Linked DNA regions of Rattus norvegicus: region 1 is linked to region 2. A link is a contact called in public Hi-C data. All regions are on one chromosome and are shown on one strand. Each heading gives the region's core, a stretch centred on a gene start, on an enhancer-like site or on the middle of the called end of the contact. The rest is flanking DNA. Distances are from core to core; before and after follow the strand shown. Region 1 has its middle 23 kb from the start of Cd8a. Region 2 has its middle 14 kb from the start of Fabp1.

What was found. A called contact is a pair of places that touch in the nucleus more often than the background predicts.
Region 1: a Hi-C map of liver shows a contact between it and region 2, with 1.8 times the contacts expected there. The contact joins two enhancer-like sites. A contact is called at or near these places in 2 of 12 Hi-C or Micro-C datasets (both in liver).

Annotation. Positions count from the first base shown.
Region 1 is chr4:104,900,031-104,902,750 of GRCr8, reverse strand. No RefSeq gene overlaps it. Among named protein-coding and RNA genes, the nearest start is that of Cd8a, 23 kb to the left of the region's middle. Within about 2 kb of position 1,375, at least 1 of the 93 cell types and tissues checked has an H3K27ac peak or open chromatin away from gene starts, as enhancers often do. A contact at or near this core is called in liver, where this site is marked.
Region 2 is chr4:104,733,818-104,736,533 of GRCr8, reverse strand. No RefSeq gene overlaps it. Among named protein-coding and RNA genes, the nearest start is that of Fabp1, 14 kb to the left of the region's middle. Within about 2 kb of position 1,318, at least 1 of the 93 cell types and tissues checked has an H3K27ac peak or open chromatin away from gene starts, as enhancers often do. A contact at or near this core is called in liver, where this site is marked.

The DNA.
Region 1 (2,720 bases), core at 126-2,625, 170 kb before region 2:
TGTATTCTGCACACTTTGTGTGTGGGTGCCAAAGAATCACCTTGGGTGTGGTTCCTCAGGAATGTGATCCACCTTTTCCCCCCTCTCTTCCTTCCTTCCTTCCTTCCTTCCTTCCTTCCTCCCTCCCTCCCTCCCTCCCTTCCTTCCTCCCTCCCTCCCTCCCTCCCTCCTTCCCTTCCTCCCTTCCTTCCTTCCTCCCTCCCTTCCTCCCTTCCTCCCTTCCTCCCTCCCTCCTTCCCTTCCTCCCTTCCTCCCTCCCTCCCTTCCTTCCTTCCTTCCTTCCTTCCTTCCTTCCTTCCTTTGTTTCTTTTTCCTTTTCTATTTGTTTCGGTCTCTCACAGTTTGCAACTCCCTAAACTATAAACTCAAACTCATCAAACACTGACTGGGGTTCTGATCTCTGCTGTATTTTTTGTTTGTTTGTTTCCATCAATTTGACCTCTGGGTACCTTCTATAAGTAGAATCATATTATATTTGTCAAGATCAATTTTTAAAGTTTTCTGAAGTTAAGGATACAACTAAGAGGTCGAGAACTTGCTATATGAAGCTGTAGGTACAACGCAGAGAAGAAAAAGAAAAGAAGAGATGAGGAAAAATGAGAAAAGAAGAGAAGAGAAGAGAAGAGAAGAGAAGAGAAGAGAAGAGAAGAGAAGAGAAGAGAAAAGAAGGATCTCTCTCTAAACCGGCCGTGGTTGGTCTAAGCCTGTAAGCCTGCCATCCTAGTTCAGGGCCAACCTGGGATACATTTGATCCTCAAAAAAGTCCAAAGCAAGCCTGAGCTCTCAGATAATAAGGATCAAACCCCGATCTGCCTGTATTTTAAACATGGTCCTTGCTTGATGTTGATTCTTGCTGTGCACTAATGACGTGTGTGGGTGCTGATCTGGGTTAAGCTGTACCCAAGCAGCTTTGGAGGTGACAGGACAGTGGGACAGAAAAGGCAGAGAGGACAGAGCGAGCCTGAGATGGCCCAGACACTTGCTGGGGGCTGGGAACTGAGATGGGTGTGTCTGCCTCTCTGTGCTCCCTTCCTCTGCTCCAACAAGCACAAAGGTTTGGGGTGTTGTAGGGTAGAGAGCTGCCCTATGTGGCATCCCCACAATAAAGGGTGCAGGTGTGCAGCTGGGAGCGTGGGGTTGGGGGGCAGAGGCTCTGTCTGACTCCCCTCAACTCTGGGGAGGCAAACTACTCTCTCCTCAAAGGTCCTTCTCAGTCACTTCTTAGGCCATTTCGAACTCCCTTGGGAGCCTAGGGTACAGTGGACCCTTTGGTCATTTTAATCTGACTCCACTTGAATGGGTAACTGTCACAACAAACCCAGGCCACACAGAGACGGAGGCTTGTGCCAGGCTTGCTGTTCCAGTGATTGTGCTAGAGCCAACGGCTTCCCTGGCTGCAGATACATGGACATGTGCCAGGTGGGAAAGAACATGGCAGGTAGATGCCCTGGGTTCTGTGACCTGGAAGCCCGAGATGGAGCCTGGTCATTGTCCTATTGGCTGGTGAGTTGCCCCCGATACCACAGGTATATAAAAGGAAACCAAAAGGAAAAAAAATGTACCCTCAACATCAGGAAAGAAAAGGTGATTTATTTCTCTTCTCCCTTAAGTCTAAATGGTGCATAAGCCAAACGGGAGTTGTAGGAGCTCCAGAAAGGCTATCCTGACCTACTCACTTCTTGTTTATCCTTCACCCACGTTTTACTGCCGTCGCCTCATTGCAGCAGGCTTCATGGCGTAGCATCATCAGCCATCTCCGAAGGCAACAGGAGTAACTGCACACCCCACCCTCCAGGAGAAGACGCAAGCATCACTTGGTCCAGAACCAGAGCTCTTACCTGAATGGAGTCATCTCTGACTGGAGCTTGTGGAGGGACCCATCCGGACAGCACCCTCTTGCTCTGATGAATCTGTAGACAAAGTAGGTTGAGGCACCCTTATTTTCGGGTGGCTTGTAGAAGGTGTCATTATCATATGTTTATGTACCCTTGAAAACCAGGGAGGAAGTGTGGTCTTGGGAGGTGTTCCACAGTGCCAGTAAGGAGACCCGAGTTTTCTTTCTAGCTGCACTCCTTCCCCGAGGAGGCCATCTGAGCTTCAGCAGGGGAGAGGGCATCACCCCTGCACCTTAGCTAGACAGCAACCCCACCCCCTAGTTGTGTGGCCAAGTGATGGAACTTTGAAACCGTGTGTGCTTCCCAACAATGAAAACAAGAAAAGAGTTACTCTACTGAGCAAAAAACCCAGCAGTAGCCCACTAAGAACTCTGAGTGCCCAGCCATGGGCTTGCGACCAGGTTCACAGTAGCAGGCATGATTTCTCCCCTGGAGAAAAGGCCTTAAATCCAACCAGAAAGTAACTGGTTACCACATACCTCTGTGCCACCATCACACCCGAGGGCGTATCATGCCTAGCAGGTTAGCAGTATAGCTCACAGGGTCAGCAGCTGGGTGAGACGTCGGTGACAATTCTCTCCTGGAAGCCTGCACATCACCCCCTGGCTCTATGAAAGCTATCAGCAAGGAGGAAGCCTCCAGCTGAGTCCTCTCATGATTCTTCTATGCCCTGCAACAGAAACATTTGCTGTCTTCAGTGACGGGGTCTCATTGTCTACTTCTAGTGGCAATGCCCTAAATTGTTTAGGATAAACTCTCAAACGTGGACTTCCTTGCAAACAGAGGACTATTCTGAGAAGCTTGGTAAACAGAAACCACTGGTCA
Region 2 (2,716 bases), core at 69-2,568:
TGAGTTGCTCCTCATGGCTTGCTCAGCTTACTTTCTTATAGAACCCAGGACCAACAGCCTAGAGGGGGGCATCACTTACAATGGGCTAGGCCCTTCCACACCCAGCACTAATTAAGAAAATGGTCTATAGCAGTGGTTCTTAACCGGTGGATCATGACCTCTTTGGGGATCAAACTCTTTTCACAGGGGTTTCCTAAGACCATCAGAAACACAGATATTTACATTATAATTCATAACAGTAGCAAATTACAGTTATGAAGTAGCAATGAAAACAATCTCATGGGTGGGGGTCCCCACAACACAAGGAACTGTAGGAAAGAATTGAACCATCGGGAAGGTTGAGAACCACTGCCCCACAGGCTTGCCTGCAGCCTGACCTGACGAAGGCATTTTTTCAAATGATGTTTCCTCCTCTCAGACGACTTTAGCTTGTAGGTGACATAAAACCAGTTGGCACAGCCGGTGAGTTTCTGAGGCTCCTAAATGTTTAAATAGCTAGCAGGTTTGAAAAAGAAGTTCTTACAAACAAAAGGACACATGTGGCACTCTTTGCTTTTGGCGCATCGGTATTGGGTTGGAAAGATTTTAACTTTTGGGAGATAAACATAAGAGTAAGTCAAGGGTCCAACTAGAGATGGTGGTTTGAAGGTTTGTAATGATAGTCGTGTTTATTTCCTTGTGCCTTTTATATGTGCATCTTTGTATCTCCGGGTCTTAAGAATGTTGTTGAGAAAGGCATTCAAGTCATATATGTTGACTGGCTGATTGGATAGATAAAAATAAACCAAGTACCACAAATTTCACTTTCAGGAGCCTCTTGTCAGGATCCTCGGTTACCTAAGGGAACAAAACAAAACAAAACAAAACAAAACAAAACAAGTCCTACAAAGAGTAAATATGAAACAACAAGATCTATGAGGAAAAGCCTGGAGTCAATTCAATGGCATCTTTATAAACATGTATGGAAGGGTTGGGGATACAGTTCAGCTGGTAGATCATTTACCTATCATGCATGAAGACCTAGGTTGCTACTCCAACATAGCATAAAACCAGATGTGACAGCACACGTCTATGCCATGGAGGCAGAGGAGAGAGGATCAGAAATATAATATACTCTACTATGTAGTGGTTCAAGACTGGGGTAGAGACCCTGTCAGCAAATAAAATAAGCAAACAACATTTCACAGAAACTCTAAAATCCATGCTTTTGGTGTGAAATGTTCTCAAGAAATAACAGAGAGAATACAGGATTCCATGGCATACACAGAACTTACAAAATGTACGTTGCCCACAGAGAGTGGTAAGACAGATCACCCCACTCGCTGATAGGTGTGTGTCTAGGGATCGTTTTTAATCACGTGAACAGCTCTGGCCCAAATTCCCTATTTCACCGAAGCTTTGACAATTCAGTTAAATTTCAACTACATTTTATTTGACTGAACTATTCCCTGATAACTTAAGAGTACCAGGGCTGTCAGTTCTCGCAGGCTTTGCTGATAATAGCATGGAACCGAGTTAGTTTTCAAAACCAGGGCAAAGGGAAACCTCAATGTCTTGAGCAAGAACAGCAATTCAAAGAGGGAAGCAAGCCTTTATTTACAGAGATGTATGGCCCTGGCGGGAACAGCCAGAATTCAATGGTGAACTTTATCCTACATGGCATAGCTCACCAATTTTCACTTATGCCCACAGGAAGAGTCAAGGTGTGATTAACTTTATTGTCCAATATTGCCTAGACTCACTCACGTCTAAGTGCATTTCTGAGCACCTGTTTGGCAGACGAGATGCTGACAATTCCCACATCTTATCAGAGAGAATCCTGCCTTGAGGGAAAGTATGTTGCCTGGGTTCACAGCCTCATGAGGCAACATGGAAGCCTTCTGAGAAAAATCCCCAGAGTCCTCTGCTCCCTAACAAGCTTTCCCTTCATAGCTTCCTCCTAAATGGAGGACAACATTGTGTTTGAATGAAGGACACTTCCCTGGGATTTGGAGAGTTCCCTTTTGTCTTAGGGTTACTGTTGCTGTGATGAAACACCATGACCAAAAACAACTTGGGGAAGAAAAGGTTTGTTTGGCTTACACTTCCACACTGTGGTCCATCACTAAAGGAAATCAAGACAGGAACTCAAACCGAGCCAGAACCTGGAGGCAGGAGCTGATGCAGGAGCCATGGAGGGGTGCTGTAAGCTAGTAAGCTAGCGTGCTCCTCGTGACTTGCTCACTCTGCTTTCTTATAGAACCTAGGACCACCAGCTCAGAAATGACTCCATCCCCATCAATCACTAATTAAGAATCACTGCTCTAATGGCTTACCAACAGTCTAATCTTATGGAGGCATTTTCTCAATTAAGGTTCCCTCCTCTCATATGACTTTAGCTTGTGTCAAGTTGACATAAAACAATCCAGCACACCCTTGCTACATCACTGGATAGTTTGGGTATCTGCAGTAGGCATAACATGTTTATTCCATGACCATCATAGAGTAGGCTACTGAAGCCTATAGTCTTGCCAATGAAGCAAGAACTAGACAGGGAGAGTTAGATCTATGGTAATGTTAATGTCACCTCAACACTATATGAGGGTGCAGGAATCTCACCCAGGACTCCAACCATTACACCCTCTACTTCTTCTAAGTTGCAAGTGACCTTGGAGACACTAGAATATACATACAGGAAGAAGAAGGTGACTAAAGTGAGGCTTTGTGATGCTGCTTC